2 separate regions of the Anser cygnoides genome follow, and region 1 is linked to region 2. A link is a contact called in public Hi-C data. All regions are on one chromosome and are shown on one strand. Each heading gives the region's core, a stretch centred on a gene start, on an enhancer-like site or on the middle of the called end of the contact. The rest is flanking DNA. Distances are from core to core; before and after follow the strand shown.

Evidence for each region. Hi-C and Micro-C count contacts between places; a contact is called where the count stands out from the background.
Region 1: a Hi-C map of liver shows a contact between it and region 2, with 8 times the contacts expected there. The contact joins the enhancer-like site here to the promoter of ASAP3 in region 2. A contact is called at or near these places in 3 of 7 Hi-C or Micro-C datasets (granulosa cells and liver).

What each region holds. Positions count from the first base shown.
Region 1 is chr24:3,281,878-3,288,199 of Taihu_goose_T2T_genome, forward strand. It overlaps OPRD1 (opioid receptor delta 1), which reads left to right. Exons shown (of 3, transcript XM_066982581.1): 2 at 4,066-4,415; 3 at 5,132-6,322. The coding sequence ends at 5,664. Among named protein-coding and RNA genes, the nearest start is that of OPRD1, 4.2 kb to the left of the region's middle. Within about 2 kb of position 4,029, at least 1 of the 3 cell types and tissues checked has open chromatin away from gene starts, as enhancers often do. A contact at or near this core is called in liver, where this site is marked.
Region 2 is chr24:3,236,337-3,242,440 of Taihu_goose_T2T_genome, forward strand. ASAP3 (ArfGAP with SH3 domain, ankyrin repeat and PH domain 3) reads left to right here and starts at 4,687. Exons shown (of 26, transcript XM_066982498.1): 1 at 4,687-4,877. The coding sequence starts at 4,752. E2F2 (E2F transcription factor 2) reads left to right here. Exons shown (of 5, transcript XM_066982574.1): 4 at 1-142; 5 at 432-2,242. The coding sequence ends at 1,384.

The sequences.
Region 1 (6,322 bases), core at 2,779-5,278, 45 kb after region 2:
GATGTGGGAGCCGGTGTCTGGGGGGACGCACCCAGACGCTGCCCCCACCCCAACCACAGCCCCACCCCGGTGCCAAATCCCCTGCCCGCACCAGCGGCCCCTTTGTCCAAGAGGAGCTGCTCAGGGCCGGATCCAGATGCTCTTACTCCATCAGCAAACTCCTCGGGGGGCACTGCTGGCGGGGAGGGACCCCAGGGAAAAGCCACGAGCGTACCAAGGGCCCCGCACGCCCCTTCCCTCCCTGCTGGGGAGCAGCCCCGCACTGACCCTGCCTGGGTACCAGGGGTTAATGCAGCCACAGCTGCGGTTTATAAGGAATGAGAACCATGAGACCACCGGGGCTTGCGTGAAATTCCCCGTTTTTCCCCCATTTCCCCCCACCAGCACTCCCAGCACAGCCACCATTACACCGGGTCAGCGGCCGGTACCCTCCCCCCTGGCTCCTGGGCAGGTTTCCACCCCAAAATCAGGTGTGCAGCAGGCACCCACGCTCCAAACCCCGTGCAAAACTAAAGGCAACGGCTCTGGGAGCGAGGAAGGACGGCAGCGAGCAGGCTCAGCACGCAGGGGAGCTGCAGGAGGTGCGGAGCATCCTCACCTGCGGAACAAAGCCAGCTCCCCCCAGCTCCGCGCCCCTCGGGCGCCTCCGCTGCCTCTTCGCATACCTCGAGCTGGGGAGGGAGGACGGAGCGCTGGGGACCTGGCCCCGGCAGGGATTTTTCATCCACTAAAATCAGCCCTGGCCAGAAAAAGCAAATTACGGTAATTGTTGCAGGGACACAGGGCACCGACAGTGTCCGGGTGAAGGATGCGTGCCATCAGACCCCCTGCAGCCGGCTCAGCGCGGCGAGGGGAGGGAAGGCGTCTGCAAATGGAGAAGCCTTTAATGTGCAAACACCATCCTCTGTCATTTAACTCGCGAAGTAACCTGATTGCTGCACACGCTCACGGAGCCTGACTCACGTAGGGACCCCATCTCCATGGTTTCTGGCCCCCCCACTCGCCGCCCTCCAGCTGACGCTGCAGTTCAGGGCGACTCCGAGGGGATGAACCATCGCCATCCTCCGAGCCCCTCGGCTGCTGCTCGCGTGCCTGGGCCCTCGTGGGGTTTCTGAGGGGCTCGTCTGCATGAGACCCGTTTTCTGAAAGCCGAGGCGGGCGCTCGGCCTCCCAAAATCAAAGGTCTCAGAGCTCCTGGCCGTTTGTGTGCGTGCAGCAGAGAGCGGAGGAAGGACGGAGCAGCTCGCTGCACGAGCAGAGGTGCGCCCTGCTTGGGGGGTTTGTCCGGGACTGTGTTCCCCTGCTGAAGCCCACCCGATGTCCTGCAGGATCAGGCCATAAGACAGGATCATAGGCACGGCTCAGGATCAGACCCCGCTGCTAAGAGGATTTGTGCTCCTGGGGACACCTCCCCAAGCCCCTGCAGGCACAGCTGGAGGGCATCCCGTGGGGCTTGGGGACCCGGGGACCCAGAGAACAGCACGCGCAGCATCTCCTTCCCTCCACCCCACTGCACACCCCAAGAACCCAGCCCGGCCAAAAAATCAGACTGCTTCTTGCCCAGGGCAGCCAAAATGAGCTCAGAGCCAGCGCCAAGCCTACCCGGCACCTTCCGACAGCTCGACTGGATTGCAATTAGCACCGCATTGTCAGGGCTTTTAAAAATACCCCTGGACGTCTTTTGCAGCTGCACGCTCAGTGCGAGTGCCCGGAGCTGAGCAGTGGGACGGCAGCCTGCCTGCTGCCAGAGCATCCCTTTGCTGGGCACAGGCTTCCTAAAACCAGGCTTTTTCAGCCAGTTTTACAAGCGGTTTCTTTTACTTAGGTGTTTGGGGAGCTCGGGGGGAAAGCCGGGAGCGCAGACTCCGGCTCGCTCCTGCGGTACGGCCGCTGCCATGCTGCGTCGCGCTCGCTTCAGCCCCTCGCGCCTCACACAAGCCTCCTGTCTCCCTCCAGCCCTTCCAGATTGCTTCTTTCAAGTGCCTAACTTCCCAATCAAGGCGCTCGCTTAATTGCGATGGGTTTGGCAGCCCCGGGAGCTCCATCAGCACAGGCGGCTGCTTCACAGCACCGCGCTCTGCCGCAGGGACGGAGCTCCCGCCTGGAGCACCCGTGTCATGGGCAGCCCAGGGAGGGGGCACCACGATGGACCCCCGGGGGATCCCAAGCCGAATCCTGTCCCCAAACCCCAGCTCTGGGGTCCTTTCGAGTCCCCCGTTTTCTGCTTTGCCTCACCAGCACAGCCCCATGTGCCTGGGGAGGGGGCCTGGGCCCCGGCCCCCCGGCACATCTGGCAGCGGGCTGCAGAAGCGCTGACCCAGCGCTGCTGAGTGCGCCTGGCAGAGCACGGCACCGACAACGGATTTTCCACTTCACGCAGAAAGCAGAGATCAAAGAAGTGTGAATCTACCTGAAACGGCTATTTTTAACCTAGGTGAGCCAAAAAAAAAACCCCACCTGACAACGACAAAAATGCTCAGGTTTTTGTTTAACCTGGAACGAAACTTTGCTAAAAGATGCATTCACACACACACACAAAAAGACCCCAGGAAATAACAGTGAAAAGGACTTTTCAAGGAAATTTCAAATGCATGTTGTGTTTAAAAAAACAAATTCAAATCAGATGTTCCCCCCCCTTGGGTGGGGGACCAGCGGCCACATGTGCTCACTGCTGTTTTCCACCAGACCCACTCCTGCAGCTCCTGGCTCTGCTGACAGCAGAACTGGGGGGGCCGCAGCCCCCCCGGTGGGCTCCCTCACCCCGCTGAGCTGCTGGGATGGAGCATGGGGGAGAGCCCCGGGTCGGGATGTTACGGAGGGGACAGAGCCCCCCGCAGCAGAGCAAACCAAAGCCCTGCTGATCCTCCACGCAGCAAGCCGGTGTGCTGCTCTCCAGCCGAGCAGCATCCGAAGGAGATGAAGCCCTTCAACCCCCCCTCACCCCCCAAATTCGCTCCATGTACCCCAAAACGCACGGTGGGGCCATTCTACAAGCTGAGCCTGACACACACCCAGCACCATCTTCCCCTTGCGCACCAGACCCGAATTAGCTCCGGGGTCTCTGCAGTGCCGCAGCCCCCCCTTGCTCTCAGACCACCCCCCCGTGCCCGCTGCAGGCAGGTCACCCATGCACAGAGATGCTGGCATCCAGGCCAACACTTTTGTTAATTAATTAGGCTGCATCTAAATGAGCCGGGGGCAGCGGAGGATGCTCCGAGCCATGGGGCTTGCTGCAAGGGAGCACGCGGGAAGGGCTGGAGCCGCTGGCACAGCACTGACCCCTGCACCCCACAAACAACCGGGGGGGCTCCCGATGAGCTGCCCCGACCCAGCCCCAGCGTGCTGACCCCTGGTGAAACTTCAGATTTTGGGGACCTTCAGGTCTTGGCACCCAGCACCGGGTGTTTCTCCTACCATGGTGTGACGAGGACCGGGGCTGGCGCCCAGCAAAGGGCGCAGGCAGCGAATGGCCCCGCGTCGCCCGGCCGGGCACGGCCCGACGCAGCCAGGCCTCCCCCAAAAAGCTCCCGCCGAGCAGCTCCAGCCGGGCCCACGGCGCTGCTTCCAGATGGCCTGTTTTCCGGGGGTAATCGATCCAATTTCTGCAAGTAAACTCAACAGGGAAACAAGCTAGATAATCACGATTTACTGGGTGGAAAATCAGATAAAAGAGGTTTCGGGAGGTAAAGGGCATTGTGCAACTGATTCAGGGAAATGGAGTAAATTGATTTAATTGGAAAAGAGACTTCTCTGAAAAGCTATCCGGATTTTTTTTTGAACTCCTGTCACCTCCCTGGCCAGGTAATGGCTTGCATAGGAAGGGCTCCCCTTGGCTTCACCCAACGCGGCAGCGAGTCCCTCACCCTTCCCAAAATGGGCACATTTGCTCAGCGATACTTTTTGTTTTCGCTTCCTATTGAATTTGGAAGGGACAGAAAGTATTTGTGGTTTCTGAAGCTTTTGGGATGGGCAGCTGGCAACATCTCATCCTTAAGAGCATTGGGTGCACACCCAAGCCTTGCGAGCCAGCCCCAACCCCCTGTAAGCTCCCGTCTGCCACCGCAGGTACACCAAGATGAAGACGGCCACCAACATCTACATCTTCAACCTGGCCCTGGCGGATGCGCTGGCCACCAGCACACTGCCCTTCCAGAGCGCCAAGTACCTGATGGAGACGTGGCCCTTCGGGGAGCTGCTCTGCAAGGTGGTGCTCTCCATTGACTACTACAACATGTTCACCAGCATCTTCACCCTCACCATGATGAGCGTGGACCGCTACGTCGCCGTGTGCCACCCGGTCAAGGCCTTGGATTTCCGCACGCCAGCCAAGGCCAAGGTCATCAACGTCTGCATCTGGGTCCTCTCCTCCGTCATCGGGGTGCCCATCATGGTCATGGCGGTCACCAAGTCGAAAGGCAAGTGGCTTCGGGGGAAAGGTCCCCTCCTGTGCCGTCTGTCCTGGCAAACCCAGGCCGCCTGGTCCCGTCCCCGGTTTGGGCTCAGTGGAGGTCACCCCTCCATGGGACCAGGAGCATGCCCTGCCATGGAAAATCATCATGGTATCACTTCCCAGCTTGGCTGGGAAATGGGAAAAGAGGTTGGAAACAACCCCAGAAACTGTCCTCCCCCTTCCCCACCTCCAGTCCCCCCAGTGCCTCTCCCCAGCTCCTCCTTCTGGGGTGCAAATCAGATGCCTAAGCCCATGCCCAGGGCTCAGGATTCATTGCAAAGTCCCCGGCTGGCCCACACCACGCTCGGCAGCTCCTGTTCGGTGGGGCCAGACCCTGGCTGCTAGGAAAGCTCTGAGCAGCTTGAGGAAGGGGGGGAGGTTTCAGTAGGTGGCACGGGGACATGTCCAGTGCAGTGGTTGGGAGGAGACAGCGTGGGGATGGCCCGGGAGGCCCTGCAGGGAATGGGTCCCTGGTACTTTCTGCATCCCTTGGGCACCCCAAGGGCTGGTGGCACAGCTCCCGGGGAACCTCTGTGACGAGCTGGCAGGTGGGCACGCATCCCCTAGTGTTTCACCAAGGATGGAGATGCTCAGCCACGACAGCTGAGAGCAGACTATACACAGCAGACACTCTTTGCTCTCTTTTTTAACCCCTCTTTGACATCGTCCTCTCTCCCGCAGACGGGATGGTGCTGTGCACGCTGCAGTTTCCCGATCCTCCCATCTACTGGGACACCGTGACCAAGATCTGCGTCTTCATCTTTGCCTTCATGGTCCCCATCCTGGTCATCACCATCTGCTACGGGCTGATGATCCTGCGCCTGAAGAGCGTCCGCCTCCTCTCGGGCTCCAAGGAGAAGGACCGCAACCTGCGGCGCATCACGCGCATGGTGCTGGTGGTCGTGGCAGCCTTCATCATCTGCTGGACGCCCATCCACATCTTCGTCATCGTCTGGACGCTGGTGGACATAGACAAGAAGAACCCCTACGTGGTGGCCAGCCTGCATTTCTGCATCGCCCTGGGCTACACCAACAGCAGCCTCAACCCCGTCCTTTACGCTTTCCTGGATGAAAACTTCAAGAGGTGTTTCCGAGAGTTTTGCCTGCCCTTCCGAGCCCGCGTGGAGCAGAACAGCTTCTCCCGAGCCCGAAACACCGTGCGGGAGCAGGTCTCCACCTGCACCCCCTCCGAGGCCCGCACCAAGCCGGCATGACTAGCCGTGGGCAGCCAGTGGCGGGGCGGCAGGGGGGACGACCTGCGCTCCGAAGTGACCCAGGTGACCACCACGGAGCTGTAGCAGCGTGGCGGCCCCGGCGTTGCTCGATGCTGCTGAGACTGAAAGCAATTCGCTGCAAAGAATTATTTTTAACCCAAGATGGGGGAATGGGGACTCACTGAGCAGCAAGGAGCCATCCGCCGCGTGCGTGGAAGCGTTTGGGATTTCCTTCTGCCATCACCAGCCGGTGGGAATGGCCAAAGGAAAACCCACTGGTGAGCAGTGGTTTACTGGAGTCCTCCAAACCAGGACTGGCCATGGAGGATGACTGTTGACTGTTAATATTATTGCTGTATTATTCTGAGATTTCCAAGAGCGGCCAGGGCAGCCCTGCACACGGACGAGATGCCGACACCACCAGGGGCCAGAGCGGAACACGCTCCCTGCCACCATCACCAGTGCCAAATTCCCCAGCCCCGCATCCAGCAGGGTGATGGGGTACTGCTCCTCATCTGTCTGCCTCCAAAGACATTAAGCCCAAGAAAGATTTCATTACAGGAGCAATTCATGGGAGTTCCTCACAGCACTAACGCGATTAGGATGGATGAGCGGTGCTGGCGCGCAGCTGGGGAGCGCGCAGCATCCAGCCCCTCAT
Region 2 (6,104 bases), core at 3,437-5,936:
TTTTTCCTATACCTCGTCCCTGCCCACGCTGGCGTACGTCACCTACCAGGACCTCTGCACCATCAGCAACTTCCAGGAGCAGACGGTGATCGCCGTGAAGGCTCCCCCCGAGACGAGGCTGGAGGTGCCGGACTTCAGCGAGGTGTGTGTGGGGCCAGGAGCCGTCCCCCCGCAGCGGGGTCGGTGCCGGGATGCTGCCGTGCCCGCACCGTGCCCCGCCGTGCCACCTGGGGCATCTCACGGGTGCAGCCCGGCATTGCCCCGAGCGCTTTTGGGGTGTCTCCGTGGGGCTGTTTGACCCTGAGCGGATCCTTTAGGGGTTGTGGGTGTGGGGTGATGCCCTGCTGGGACCTCGCACAGGTTGGGGGCAGCGGGGTGGGCTCTGCGCGCCCCCCTGGATGCCCCCCCTGAGCCCTGCTCTGCCCGGCCAGGACAACCTGCAGCTCTACCTGAAGAGCACCAACGGCCCCATCGAGGTGTACCTGTGCCCGGAGGAGATCGCGGAGGACAGCCCCACCAAGCAGCACGGCGTCCCCTCTGCCGCCACTCCCCCCCCGCAGGACAGCAGCACCCACCCCTCCCTACAAAACAACCCCGAGCCCCCCAGCACATCCCCGCAGCCCCTCCACGGGCACCGTGCCCCATCCTTGTCCCCGTCCCTGCCCCTCTCCAGCCCGGGGGGGCCCGGCTCCCTGCTGGAGGTGGGGACGGGGCTGCTGGGCTCCCCCCAGCACCTCCTGCAGCAGACGGAGGACCAGCTGCCCTGCGCCCCCTCCTACCTGGACTCGGCCCCCTTTGTCACCTTCTCGCCCCCCCTGGAGCAGGACGACTACCTCTGGGGGCTGGAGGACGGCAAGGGCGTCAGCGACCTCTTCGAGGCGTACGACCTGGGGGAGCTGCTGAAGAACTGAGCCTCTGCTCCCCGATGCCACCCCCCTTTGCCTGCTGTCCCCCCCCCTCCGTGCCTGTCCCCCAGGTGGGTGGGATGGACAGCGCAGCGCCCTGGGTGGCTTTGCCTCGGTCGTTGGTTGTCACCTGGGGGGGTTTGGGGGTGCCAGGGCCGGTGCTCCCCTCCATCACCCCCACACCTCGAGGGCTGCTGGCAGACCTGGGGGGCTTTTGGGTGCATGGCACGGGGTCAGGGGCACCCCAGCCCCCCGGGCAGCACAGAAACCCCTGCCCAGAAGGGGCTTTGCTGTGTGTGGGGTCGCGTTTTGGGGTCGCGTTTTGGGGCCGCTCCAGTTGCTCCCCAGTCCGACTGGTGCTTCAGGGTGGTGGCCGCTTGTTTGGATGGTGCGGGGCACGGCACGGCGCAGCTCTCCTGGGGTATGAGCTGATGGCTGGAACGCCACCGAGGTGGTGCTTCCCCCCGCCCAGTAGCTGAAATACCCTTAAAAAAAATTAGCATGGGTGAAATCACCTTTTTGTTAAGGGGGGGAGGATGCTGAACCTCTTAAAACAGCCGCGGGCAAACCGCTTGCAGAGCATCCCCTCTCCTGCCTGTGTCGGCTCCCTGAGAGCTGTTGGTGCTGGGGGGGGGGGGATGTCTGAACTGGAGCTTAATGGGCAGGAGGTGGTGGTGACTGGGGCAGGGGGGAGCCGGGAGCAGGGCGGGGGGGTTGGCGGTGCGGCTGTGCCAGCGGCAGAGCCGGGTGCGCTGCATACCCCTTGGTCCTTCCCAGCTGCTCCTCGCCCAGAGAAACCCAAGCTTTTCCCTAATATTACTGCTTTCCCCTTCCTCGCTGGGGGGTGGGAGGCTCGGCCCCCCCCTCGCCCCATGCTGGGATCAACCTGGAGCCGGTTCCCTGCGCTGATTTTTCCCCTGGGTGCCGGGCACTGGGGCTGGATGCGGCCGCTCAGCTTTGGGCTCTGCACGGCCTCATCCCGCAGCAAGGATGTGTCGGGGGGGGGGGGAAAATCCTGCCCCGGCCCCATCCCTCCCCTTGGGAACTTCGGGCAGAGTTCCTCCCCCCAGGCTTTTCCTCCTGCCCTTGTAAATTGTACCTTAATTATTGCACTGTATTTATACGGGACCCACCTTCGGCACGGCGCTGTCGAGGGTTTCTTTGGCGTTTGGGGTTTTTAAGCGAGTGTATTTAAGTCGTCCTTCCTCGAGGTTTGCTCTCCTGCAGTTTGGCTTGGACGTGGTGTGGGTGAGGATGTGTTTTGTCGTGAAAAACTCGTGGCACTTGGTGTTTGTTGCTCGGGAGGGGATGAAATGAAATAAAACTTCTGAGTCAGAGGGGCTTGTCTTCCTCGAAGAAGCAAAACGCCGCGGTTTGCAGTGCGTTTCGGGGGGAGGGAGGCGGTTTTGCTTCTGCTTTTGGTGGGGGAAAAAGTCTGCTTTTAGGATTTCCGGCGGGTCAGCCTGCTCCGTGGCGGGTGGATGGAGAAGGGGGTTGAGACGAAGCCGTGATCGGCGCAAAGCAGCGAGTGTGGGACAAGCACTGGGGTCAGGATGCCCGGGTGCACCCGCTTTGGGGGCTGCGGGGACGTGCCCGTGGAGGGCCCTGCCCCAGGCCACCAGCCCCAGGATTGCTGGGCTGTGACCCGGTGATGCCAACGGTGCTGGTGGCACCCGGTGACGTCCGGTGGCACCCGGTGACGTCCGGTGGCACCCGGTGATGTCCGGTGGCACCCGGTGATGTCCGGTGGCACCCGGTACCCTGGGGCCGCACCGCTCATCCCATGGGGTCTGGCACGGCAGAGGAGGAGGGTGAGAGGCACCGGGTCCTGTCTCCATCCCCGGGGGGCTGCGTGTCCCGGAGCGGCTGGCGGTGTCGCAGCCGTGTCCCCCCCCCGACCCCCGGCTGGCAGTCCCCGGGCCGGCCAGGAGGTGGCAGGGCCACCCCAAGAAAGGGGCTGCGGGGATTAGGGGGGGGGGCTCCCGAGCCTGGCCCACGCTGCTTTAAGTCCCTGCCCTGGGCTGGCCACAGGGATGCTTTGCTGGGGTCAGCCCCCCCCCCCCCAGTACCCCAAGGAGGTGCGTGGATGGTGGGGGGGTCCCAGCCAGGACCCCTTGGGAGCCCCCAAATTCCTCCCGTTCCCCTGCAGCAGTCTCACCGGGGCCACAGCCTCTTAACCTTGTCCCTGGCAGATGGGGGCTAAGGGGTGTGTGTGGTGCCCCCCCCCGATCCTATAAACACCTTCACCCCCTTAGCAGGGCACCTCGCAGCCCCGCACACCCCATCCTGGCCGGCTGCTGGCCCAGGCTGTGCTGGGGTTTTTCTTTACCGGGTTTTCTTTAACGTTGTCACCGTGAGCTGCCGGGGACGGGGCTCACCGGAGCCACAAAGTGCGACAGAAATGGTCTGGGGGCTTGCAGGGGGCTGCAGGAGCAGCAGAAAGGAGCTGGGGGGGGTGCAGGTGGGCAGGTTCGGGGGTCTTCGTGGTTTGGGGTGCTGGACTGGGCCTTTTGCCCAGCTCCGAGCCCCTCTCTGGGCAACCAGGAGGGAAGGGAGGAAAGAGGAGGGGGCTCTGCCACCCCCTGACCTGCCCCGGCTGGGGGCTGCTTGGTGCAGGGGTCCTGCAGAGCATCCTCGTGTCCTCTGCTGGGAAACCCAAAGGCCCGTTTTTTTTTTAAATTATTAATTAATTTATTTATTGTCCTTGCAGCAAATCACCAGGTAAAGGGAACCCAAAATCCAGCTCCTCGGACCTGCACGGGCCTGGGCGAGGCAAGGGGCCGGCAGGACACGGAGCCCCCGTGCTGCCTCTCCACAGCAAAGCGGGGTGCTCCAGAAGTGGCTCCGTGTCCCTGCCACCCCCCTCCTCTTCTGCTTCTCCTTTCCTGAGGTTTGCCATCGGATTCTCCTTCCTCAGCCCCCCCGGACCCCCCTCGGTTCGTTATCCCCACTCCTCCTTCGCTCTCACTTCTTTTTTTTGGGGACGTTTCCGAGCAGAGCCTCAGGGCAGCACTGGAGGCACGGAGTGGGGCGCGTGGGCTCTGCGCCTTGTGCACCCCCCTCCAGGGCCAAGCAGGGCATGGGGACAGCCGAGTGCTTGGGGGGGCGGGGATTTAATCTGGATTTAATTTGGATTGAAGGCTGAGCCCTTGTGCACCCAAGCTGGCCTTTAGGGGCCACCTTGGGTGTCCCCAACTCCTGTCCGTGCCCGTGGTGCGGGCAGGAACCACGCTGCCCTTCCCACCCCGTGCTTTGCCCCCATCTCGTGGGCTCCGTGGGGCCTCTCCCCGCGTGGGGGGGGGGGGGCTGCCGTGGGACCCCCCTCTCCGGTCCCAGCCTGACGGGGGAGGGGTGCACGGAGGGGTTCGGCACCCTGGGTCCCCGGTGCTGCGGATGGAGCCCCCCGCACCCCGCCGGTGCCCCGGGACGGCCCCTGCTGGGGGAGGGGGGGGAATATGGAGCGGGGGGGGGGCACCGGGGGCGCTTCGCCTTTAACGGGCGGGCGGGCGGCGCTGCCCACGTCACGGCGGCGGGGAGGGAGCGGGCGGGCAGAGGGAGAAACTCCCCGGTGCAGCCCCGCCGGCCTGCAGGGGATGGGGCGCTGAGCCGGGCCCCGGGAACCCCGGCACCCCCCGGCCCCCCACGGCCCCCCCACGGCCCCCCACCGGCCCCCCACGGCCCCGGGACGCTCAGCAGCTTCCCCGGTGCAGCCCCGGTGCGCTCCCCCCCGTGCGCTCCCCCCCGTGCGCTCCCCCCGTGCGCTCCCCCGGTGCGCTCCCGGCTCAGCCCCCGGTGCCCTCCCCCCGGTGCACCCCCCCCGGTGCCCCCCCCGGTGCCGCCCGCACCATGCCCGAGCAGATCAGCGTGGCCGAGTTCCTGGCCGTGACCGGCGAGGACCTGAGCTCCCCGGCTGCCGCCGCCTTCGCCTCCAAGATGCAGAAGTGCCGGGGGGCGGTGGGGGCTCTGGAGGAGGTGAGCGGGGCTGGGGGGGAGGCTTGGGCTGCGCTTCCCCCTGGGGACACCCCCTGCGCCCCTATCCCGAGCCCCGGGCGCCCTGTAGTGCTGGCCCCGCAGCGAGCACCCGCCTCTTTCCCTTGGGTTTCTATTTACTGGGGTCCCCCCCCCTCGCCCAGAGCCCCCCGGGGACGCCGGCCCCGCTCGGTGCGGGGTTTGCGTCTCTCGCTGCAGCTCTCCCAGGTTTTAATTTTTCGCTTCTGCCGAGGGCTCGGCCGCTGCCGTCGCCGATGGCTCGTGGGAAAGAGGAACCCGGAAAGTTTTTCGGGGGGCTGCTGTTCGTGCCGCCCGTCTCCGAGCGCCCGGGGATGTGGGGCTGGTCCCCCGGCGCTCGCCCTGAGCCGCTGCTTCGGGACCCTGCAGCCGGGGCGGCCGTTTCCATCCTCCGCCCCACCGCACGTTTTCTTGGGACCAAGGCCTGCAGAAATGGGCAAAACCTCGCCGTTCCAGCTGGTTTCGTTTCCAGCTCTGGGTGCTGCCCAGGGGCTGGCTCCGTCCCCAGGGCTGGGCTCAGCATCGGCCCCGTGCCTCAGGGCTATGAGCCGCTGCGCCCTGAGGGCTCGAGGTGTCCCTGCGGGGGGCTCCCGTTGCTATTAAAGCTGGGGTGGGATTTTTAGCCCCGCCAGCAGCATGGATGGGGCTCGAGCAGGGGTGGCAGGGTGCGCTTATCCCTCTCTCCCCACTCCTGCCTCCAATAGAGGCTGTTTCCAGCTGGTCCCGCGTCCTTTGCCAATTTCTCTTAGCGAAGGAATGGCTTTGAAGGGGAGCCAGAGCTCGTGGGGCCGGCGCGGGCCCCCTCGGAGCCCCGGGGGCAGCGGGAAGGGAGCCCCCCAGGCTGGAAACCCAGCACCCGATGGTGCTGAGCATCCCGGGCCCCGCCAGCACGTGCTCTCCCCTGGCTCTGGCTCTTTCTCTCGGCCGGGAAGGGGGAGGCAGCTCCAGGCAGGAGGAAGCGGCAGGAATTTCGTTTGGCCGCTCGGCTTCCCTGGGGAGGCTGCGATTTGGGGGAAGGGGGACGGGGATTTGGGGGGGCGGGGGGGTTCGCTTGGGAACGTTCCAGCGAGCGTGGCTGAGCGCCGGGGCTTGTGACAGCGGCTGGGGTCTTCGGGGGAGAGGGGCCGGGGGGGGCACGTGTCTGCCAGGGGGCTGTGGGGACCCTCGGGGGAGCCGAAAGGCAGCCAGGCC